Linked DNA regions of Mus musculus: region 1 is linked to region 2. A link is a contact called in public promoter capture Hi-C data. All regions are on one chromosome and are shown on one strand. Each heading gives the region's core, a stretch centred on a gene start, on an enhancer-like site or on the middle of the called end of the contact. The rest is flanking DNA. Distances are from core to core; before and after follow the strand shown.

What was found. Promoter capture Hi-C pulls out the DNA fragments that hold promoters and counts their contacts.
Region 1: a contact with region 2 is called in a promoter capture Hi-C map of hematopoietic stem and progenitor cells, with 4 times the contacts expected there. The contact joins the promoter of Ina here to the promoter of Borcs7 in region 2. A contact is called at or near these places in 19 of 39 promoter capture datasets (the 3T3-L1 cell line, 3T3-L1-derived adipocytes, the C10 cell line and 14 more), 4 of 484 Hi-C or Micro-C datasets (bone marrow-derived macrophages, embryonic stem cells, nephron progenitors and 1 more), 16 of 115 datasets of contacts at active chromatin or transcription factors (bone marrow-derived macrophages, craniofacial prominence, embryonic basal ganglia and 10 more) and 4 of 9 other capture datasets (adipose tissue, embryonic stem cells, liver and 1 more).

The regions. Positions count from the first base shown.
Region 1 is chr19:47,011,924-47,016,497 of GRCm38.p6, forward strand. It overlaps Ina (internexin neuronal intermediate filament protein, alpha), which reads left to right and starts at 2,758. Exons shown (of 3, transcript NM_146100.5): 1 at 2,758-3,896. The coding sequence starts at 2,832. It also overlaps a transcript of Nt5c2 not described here.
Region 2 is chr19:46,688,315-46,693,120 of GRCm38.p6, forward strand. Borcs7 (BLOC-1 related complex subunit 7) reads left to right here and starts at 1,592. Exons shown (of 5, transcript NM_025563.3): 1 at 1,592-1,771. The coding sequence starts at 1,634.

The DNA.
Region 1 (4,574 bases), core at 1,508-4,007, 320 kb after region 2:
TTAGAGGCTGAGGCAGAAGGAATACAGAGAGCTCAAGGCTAGTCTAGGATACATAGCAACACACTATCTAAAAGAATTAGTGTGGGGTGGAGGAAACACCATAATGAACCCCGTTACTTGTATGTTATGTTTAAAATTTTCTTTAAAGAGGCTGGGAGTGTATCTGTGTTGGTAGAATGTCTGTTCAGCCTGCTTGAGGCCTCGGGTGCCCCAGCTGTATAAACTGGGGATGGAGGCATACCCCCGTGACTCCAGCACTTTCCAGGAAGCAGGAGGATCAGTAGTTCAAAGGCCAAAACGGCTCAGTAGGTAAGAGCACCCGACTGCTCTTCCGAAGTTCCTGAGTTCAAATCCCAGCAACCACATGGTGGCTCACAACCCCATCCGTAAGGAGATCCGACTCCCTCTTCTGGAGTGTCTGAAGACAGCTACGGTGTACTTACATATAATAAATACATAGATCTTCACACTGGGCATGGTGGCACACACCTTTAATCCCAGCACTCAGGAGGCAGAGGCAGGCAGATTTCTTAGTTCGAGGCCAGCCTGGTCTACAGAGTGAGTTCCATCCAGGACAGCCAGGGCTCCACAGAGAAACCCTGCCTCAAAAACAAAAAAAAAAACAAAAAAAAATTGTATTTCAGCCAGGTATGGTTTCACACTCCTTTAACCCCAGCACTTGGGAGGCAAATGTGTATGAGTTCCAGAGATGGCAGAGATATCCTTATCCAGAAGCAGAATGAACAGCACAATCAGGTGCGCCATCTCGGCCTTCCGCCACCACGAGAGGCGCTGTGGTGCTGTCACTCTTACACGGTAAGCAAGGGAGGGTCGAGATGCACACCCATCACCTCTCAGTTCAATGATCTTCAAATATAACCCCGGTCATCTGCTATTGACCAAAATTCTCTGAAGCCTACTGAGCCCTATTCTGGCTACAAAAGATGACAAGAGTCTCGTGAAACTAAGAGAAATTCCGTGTTGGAAAGAATGTATGCCGTTGCTTCCTGGTGGCCTTGGGCCAGGAATGACAGCCATCTTGAAAACCGGCCAGAAGAAAGACAAAACCACACTCAAGCACTCCACCATGACTGCCAGGCAGTAATTCCTCACCACCACTGGTGTCTTCCAGCATCCGAGTCTTACAGAGCCCGAAAAAAACCAGCATGGTTTTTAGCTCGGGTTTTTGGTAAATGGTAAGGAGACAGGGCAGCTGTGACACAAAGCCAGGGGATATGTTCCATAAAATGACTTTTCTCTTACTTTCAGAGTCCTGTCCAAGTAATACATCCCTTCATGAAGTGAAACAAAACTTGTTCTAGAACCCCAAGATCATAAAAGGTGATAAGGGCCAGCTATGGTGGGCCACACTGGTGACTGCTGCATGTGGGAGGCAGAGGCAGGAGGATTGCCAGGAGCTCAAGGCCAGCTTAGACTGAGAGCAAAACCAACTTAGCTACTAGGGGCACAGAATGGGAGCCTTGTTTCAAAACAAACAAATGTAAGTTTGGAATTCGGAACTAGAAAGCAAAGGGCTTCACATTTCCTGGAGTTGTGCCACAGGATAGAAGGTAAACTAGATCCATCTATCGTTCAGGCTCCCACTCCATCCTAACCGGGTGTGGCGAGGACGGCCAATTCTGTCAGCCCTGCTCCTCTGCCTCACTCCTGGAAATGAGTCTTTGGTCCAAAGACTAATCCCCACAGAAAATGGTGCTCCCGTCCAATTCAGAATGGATTGTCAAACGCTTGCAGGGCCAGACAGATAAAAACAAAAACAAAAAAACAAAAACCGGGGTAAGAGGGGTGACTCTGAAGTGCTGGGAGCCCTGAGGAACAACGCACTTAAACAAAGGCACTCGCCCACCGCAGTCATCCTAAACCTTCTGCTTTCAAGAGTAGCAGGGGCTGGGCATTAAAAGATCAAAATCAATCCAGTTTCTGTTTAGATGAAACCTCCTGACTAGAAATCCAGTTTTGAAACGTTTTAAAATCTAATGTGTTTTGTTGTTGGTTTGGGGCTTTTTGTTTGTTTAAACCAAAGCCTGCAGCCTTTCTAGCAGCCTGCGGTCCTGGCACGCACGGTGACTGGAGGTCTAGAGGTGAATCCTGCTAATTCTCAACGCTTTGTCCTTTCCAGGACAGACCGCTTTCCTCCCGGTAACCCTTTGCACCCTTGGGGAAAAAAAAAATCAGCCTCTTGTTCGTCACCAATGTCCCCGAGAATCTCACTCTTTCTGCGAATCCTATCTCCTGTGGTGGCGGAACTGAGGGATGCTCTCTGAAGTGGTCCCACTTTCTCCGAAGAGAACCAGGAGCCGCCTAAGCCAGGAGATAAAGAGGGGGTTGCCCGCTCCCCCTGTAAAGAGTGGAGAGGAACAGGGCCTTACCCTTGGGAACTCTGGGATGCGGATGAGAATAGAGGACACCTTTCAGAAAAACCTCCTCTCCGTGGGGGATAAGAGCAGAAAAAAAAGGACAGGCTCTAACGCCATCAAAGAGCTGAGAGCGCTCGGCCGGGAAGCCAAGGTTGTTTGGGCACTCCCTCCCCTCCGGTCATTCCCAAGGCAGATTCTTGGGGTACAGGCGCAGCGGACAGGGACGGCCCAGGACGGTGGCGCGCAGCTGCGGTGGCACTGCGCTCCCCCGCCCCCGCAGGCCCCCCTTCCTCTCCCCGCTCGATCTGAAGATGAAGCTCCACCCCTAGCGCGTCGCCCCAACCCCGCGCCTTAAAAGCCCCGCACACCGCCCCGCCGCACCCAGCCTTGCCGCACCTTCGCGTCCTCGCCAGGTCCCGCCGCAGCCGCGCACCCGGCCCCGACCCCGGCACCATGAGCTTCGGATCGGAGCACTATTTGTGCTCCGCCTCCTCCTACCGCAAGGTGTTCGGGGACAGCTCGCGCCTCTCCGCGCGCCTGTCCGGGCCGGGAGGCTCGGGCAGCTTCCGCTCGCAGTCGCTGTCCCGCAGCAATGTGGCCTCCACGGCCGCCTGCTCCTCGGCCTCGTCCCTCGGCCTGGGCCTGGCCTACCGCCGCCTGCCGGCCTCCGACGGGCTGGACCTGAGCCAGGCGGCGGCGCGCACCAACGAGTACAAGATCATCCGCACTAACGAGAAGGAGCAGCTGCAGGGCCTCAACGACCGCTTCGCCGTGTTCATCGAGAAGGTGCACCAGCTGGAGACGCAGAACCGTGCGCTCGAGGCCGAGCTGGCCGCGCTGCGCCAGCGCCACGCCGAGCCGTCGCGCGTCGGCGAGCTCTTCCAGCGCGAGCTGCGCGAGCTGCGCGCGCAGCTGGAGGAGGCGAGCTCGGCGCGCGCGCAGGCCCTGCTGGAGCGCGATGGGCTGGCCGAGGAGGTGCAGCGACTGCGGGCGCGCTGCGAGGAGGAGAGCCGCGGGCGCGAAGGCGCCGAGCGCGCCCTGAAGGCGCAGCAGCGCGACGTGGACGGCGCCACCCTGGCCCGCCTGGATCTGGAGAAGAAGGTGGAGTCGCTGCTGGACGAGCTGGCTTTCGTGCGCCAGGTCCACGACGAGGAGGTGGCCGAGCTCCTGGCCACGTTGCAGGCGTCTTCGCAAGCCGCCGCCGAGGTGGACGTGGCCGTGGCTAAACCAGACCTGACTTCGGCGCTGAGGGAGATCCGCGCGCAGTATGAGTCCCTGGCCGCTAAGAACCTGCAGTCCGCCGAGGAGTGGTACAAGTCCAAGTTCGCCAACCTAAACGAGCAGGCTGCGCGCAGCACCGAAGCCATCCGAGCCAGCCGAGAGGAGATCCACGAGTACCGGCGCCAGCTCCAGGCACGTACCATTGAGATAGAGGGTCTGCGCGGAGCCAATGAGTCCCTGGAGAGGCAGATCTTGGAACTGGAGGAGCGGCACAGCGCTGAGGTGGCCGGCTACCAGGTAAGGGCTGGGATGCTGCATAGGAAAGAGTGCCCTGTCCTTTTCCGTACAGAGATAGCTTCACTCCCTGTAAACTGGTGCCCTAGGAAACCACGGGAGGGAAAGGGGAGAGAGGGGAGCGTTGACTAGAGGCGTCAGTCAACAAACAAACAAACAAATTAAAAAAAAAACCACGAAGTCTCACGCATGCAGCCGCAAATGTGGACTGTATGTGCCTGGAAGCTAGCTCTTCAAGCCCTTGATGTCTTCGCCCTCTATTTTGGAGGGTGGGGGAGTTTGAGGCACAGAGCCCAAGTCTTCATGCATATACTAGGCATATGCAGTAACACGGAGCCACAACCCCACCCCCAGTCGCTTGTCTGAACTCTTCTAACAAAGGAGTCTTTAATCTTTCTAGGAGTCAAAAAAAAAAAAAAAAGTAACCATGCCTTCCTGTCACCAAGAGTACAGACACACTAACAGAACAGTGCCGACCCAAAGTGTCCCCAGAGGGCGCAGGTCATGGCTTCTGTGGGCGGGTACTTAAGAATCTGGTTTGTTTAGTTGACTTTGAGAAGTCTTTTCTGAGTCTTACTGAGAATTGATATTTACAGAGTATCGTCCGCTTTAGGATTGGGAAGAAGGCTCACTTTCTTGAGTTTTGCTCTAAAAAAGGAGTGGGATGTAGCATATTTAAGC
Region 2 (4,806 bases), core at 342-2,841:
GCCTTTAATCCTAACACTTAAGAGGCAGAGGCAAGAGGATCTCTATGAGTTCAAGGCCAGCCTGGTCTAGAGAGTGAGTTCCAGGATAGCCAGGGCTACATAGAGAGACTCTGTTTTGAACATAAATAAATAAAAGTAAAAAATTGAAGATGGAGACATGACTCAGTGGTTAAGAGCACTGACAGCTCTTCTAGAGGTCCTGGGTTCACTTTCTTGCACCCACACTGGAGAGCTCACATAGGTCTGTAACTTTGATTGCACAGATCAAACACCCTCTTCTGGCCTTCAAAGGCACACGCGTCCACATGGTACACAAACAGATAGGCAGGCACATACTTATAAATAAAATAAAAATAAGAAATAAACTATAAGTAAACAAATGTACAGAAAGCAGAGCTGACCTACAGTAAAATTTTGTTTGAATTTTTTTTCTTTTTCCTCTTTTTTAAAGATTTATTTATTTTATTTAGGTGAGTACACGGTAGCTGCCTTCAGATGCACCAGAAGAGGACATCAGATCCCATTACAGATGGTTGTGAGCCACCATGTGGTTGCTGGGAATTGAACTCAGGACCTCTGGAAGTGCAGTCAGTGAGCCATCCTCCAGCCCAAGAATTTTCTTGGATGAACTTTTTTTTTTTAACCAACCTCTACAGACTCTCAATTTAGGATTTTCAAGTTCCTATTGCTATCCACTTCTTTCAGAGGTCCCAGTGTACATCATTTGACTCCATTGCTTTGGGATTATGGCACCACAGTGCACCATGTGGTGGAGGGTTGTTCACTCCAAGGTCGGGATGGAAAGAGAGACAAAAAGGGACCAGGATCACAATATCCCTTCAAAGGGTATACTCCAGGGACCTAACATCATAGTAGGACTTGCTTCCAAAGTAATTATAAGCAGAGTTTTAATTAAAAGGCTATTCATAAATACAAACTACTAATGATTAAAAAAAAAAAAAAAAGCCAGGTGGTGGTGGCACACATAGATGGATCTCCGTGAGTTTGAGGCCAGCCTAGTCTACAGTCAGGACTACACAGAGAAACCCTGTCTTGAAAACACATACGCACACACACACAGAATTTAATGATGTTGACATTTCTTTACCTTAGTCATTTGAATTTCATTTTCTTTGGCCTGTGCCCTTTGCTAATTTCAATAAAATATGTTAGAATTGAACAGGGTCTCTATTTTATTTTATAGATATTTTATTTTATAGATGTGGTCTCATGTATCACAGGTCGGCCTCCACTTGCTATACAGCCAAGAAAGACCCTGAACTTCTGACAGAGTTGTATTAATGTGCCTAGGTAACGCAGTGCTGGCCCTAAAACAGATAACAGAAGACACAGGGGTTGAGTAATTTGTAGCCACATCACTCCTTGGGATGCTATCCAGATCTTCTGACTCTAAACTAGAGATTCACCTAAATTATATTCTATCCCCTCCAGGGTAGCCTGCCTAAACGGTATCCTCCTTCCATGTCCATCAACTGAACATTTTAAGTAATTTTAGTAAGCAGTTTGAGCTAAGCGCATGCGGTCCTTCCTCTTCGCACGATTGGACGGTTGCGTCTCTTTTGGCCCCAGGGACTCGCCGTCGTCCGGCTGCGGGTGATCGCTAGTTGAGGTGATGGCGACTGGGACGCCGGATTCGCAAGCCCGATTTGGTCAGTCCGTGAAGGGGCTTCTCACGGAGAAGGTGAACACCTGTGGCACCGATGTAATCGCGCTCACCAAGCAGGTGCTGAAAGGCTCGCGGAGCTCCGAGGTGAGCGGGGCGTGGGCTCCCCGGGCCCAGTCCTCCTCCCAGCGCTGGCTCCGGGAGAGGCGGCGCATTGCATCCTGGGGAGTGTAGGCTTTTGGCCCAGGCGCGTGTTGCATTCTGGGTGAGTTTCTTCAGTTTAGGTTGAATGCTTGTAGTTGGAAGAGATGATGGGTGGGAAGGGGAGAAGCACAGGCGGGCAGATGAGCTGCGGCTCCTACACAGTGCCTGTTTGTGTTCATGGGCGTCTGTAGTGAACATCAGTCGCTTTTCGAATCTCGGCTTGGCGATGGCCTCAACTTCCAAGATTTCTTACACCTCTCTCTTTGTGGGTTTATTCTTTATATTTCTGGCCAAGCTCTTCACTGTTTCCTAGACAAGCTTTTTCTTTTGCCCTACCATCTCCTCCCCCTTTCTCCATCCTCCATCCGATTCTATGAATGGAATGATTTGATGACACGTACACGCTGCTTGTTGAGGTCGTTATCTGCCCTAGAGAAACCGTGTGCCCACACAAAGACACGTACATGTTCATACACTTTTCCTCATGAGACAACTCACACGCTCATGGACAGGTAAACGGGCATATGAGATGCAATGACCTCGTCTTTGGTATGTATTTACTAATGGAAAATTAAACGTATGGCGGTGCCTAATGGGCACACCTTAGTCTGAGCTCTCAAGAGACCTGGGATACAGAAGGGACTGCTTAGAAAACTTCCAATTTCACCTTCCTTAGTAACCCCTACCTTAGTAACCCTTCGGCAAGTGGTTACCGTTTCCAACTTAGTTTTCATAGGAACGGCACCTGCTTTCCTATGTAGTTGCAATAATGACACACTATGTTCTCAGGCCTTTGGATCTGTGCATGGATGTTCACAACATCTGACTTATATTACTTTAAACCTGCAGTGTAGCAAGAGCTGGCTTTCACTGACAGTGGCTGCAAAACAAAATAAAAATCCCATTACAAGAAGTGCTCGCCCTTACTGTATAACAGCTGTTGACATTGCTGACCTGATGATCTCTGGTGACATGTTTTGCATGTGGTCCCATCTGACACGTTGCTTTTAGGAATCTGTGTCAGGGGAAAGTTTGAAGAAATTAAAGAATTGTTATATTGCTTTTTTTTTTGCAGATATAAATTATGCAAATCATGGTTTCACCATTTGACACTTTATCATGGTTGCACAGAGTTCCTGGGTCGTTTTTTGTTGGCAGTCAAGTTGACTTTCCTTTCTTTTTTTTTTTTTTTTTTTTTTTGCTATTTCTAGATTCTGTTTCTTTTGTAGAAAGTGTATGTGTATGTAAAATGTTGCATACATCATACAAATGTGCACACACATTCTTCTAGATAAACAAATTGGGGGAAGAAATGCTATAAATAGGCTTAAACTTTTTAAAGGTGGGTTTGGGGCCAGCAAAATAGCTCAGCAAGACAAAGTGTGTGCTACCAAGCTGGACCATCCAAGTTTCTGTCCGAAACTGGGACCCATATGGTGGAAAGAAAAAAAAAACCAAACTTTGAAAAGTTATCATCAAGCTTCCACAAGTGTGGAAGCCATGGTACACACATCCTTTTCTCTCCTCCACAGATTAAGTAAATAAATGCAATTAAACTTTTTTTTTTTAAAGCCAAGTATAGTAGCACATGTCCTTAATCCCCGCAATTGGGAGGAAGAAGCAGGCAGAGCTCTGTGAGTTTGGTCTACAGAGTGAGTTCTAGCTTAGCCAGCCTGGCTGTCCTGAAACTCACTCTGTAGACCAGGCTGGCCTCAAACTCAGAAATCTGCCTGCCTCTGCCTCCCGAGTGCTGGGATTAAAGGTGTGCGCCACCACGCCTGGCAAGAGATGGTATTATATTTAAATCTAGTATATATTGAACATCATAATGAATTTACCTTTGCATGGTACTAGTTGGACACGCTACCAAAAAAATCACTGCCACCATTGGTTGCCCCTGAAGTAGCCCATTCCTTCCCGTTCCTCATCGTTCTATGTGTCTCTCACACAGGCATCTTCTCCTATCGGAGAGTTTGAGTGTGAGCCCATTAAACAGCATGGATTAAACCAAACTGAAGTTAACCTGATTTCTGAGACAGGCTCGACCCACGATTTCACAGCTCTCCAGACTTTGCCTTACTGGATTTCTTCCACAGCACCTGTAGCACATTACCTCAGCCATTTCCTGTCCTAGTTTGTGAGGTGGCTGTGTATCATAGTGACTCTCTGTTTACAGCTTTCATTTAACAAATAATTTCAAATGTCTGCTGTGTTCCAGGAACTGTTCCAGTTTCCAGGGGTCAAATAAATCTAAGTACTGGGGAAGCTTGGTATTTTTGGTGGTCATAGTGTTGGTCGTGATGATTGAACACAGAGCCTACTCGGTGGGAGGCAGACGCTCTATCACTGAGCTAAGTAGCCCAGTCGTGAAGCTTATATAGAAAAGGCAGTGGAAGCCGGGCGTGGTGGCGCACGCCTTTAATCCCAGCACTCGGGAGGCAGAGGCAGGCGGATTTCTGAGTTCAAGGCCAGCCTGGTCGACAGAGTGAGTTCCAGGACAGCCAGGGCTACAGAAAATCCCTGTCTCGAAAAACCAAAAAAAAAGAAAGAAAGAAAGAAAGAAAAGGCAGTGGATTTATGCGGTCTGAAAGGAGCACAGAGCGGAAAGCTTACAGTGAAGGGAGGAGACGGAAAATCAGTCAGCGAACACCACACCTCAGTGCAGACTAAACCCTGTGAGGAGTAGGGATCTCAGAGCAGAGAGTGGGAAGGTTTACTTTAAACAGGGACGGGTCTGTAGGAAAGTGACATTTGCACAGAAAGAGGAGTGAGATGTAGAGCGAGCCCTGCGGGTATCTGGAGCCAGAGCAGAGAGTTGCGGGTAGAGCTGTGGACTGGAAAGACCTTAGATGAGGGTGTGTACAAGGACTGGGTTGCAGTCTGGCTGGTGCCGAAAGTGAGGGGAGATGTGCTTGCTTCCACAGCCAGTCACTCACCTTAACACTGCTGCCTGCCTATTCTCTTGCACACCAGCCACT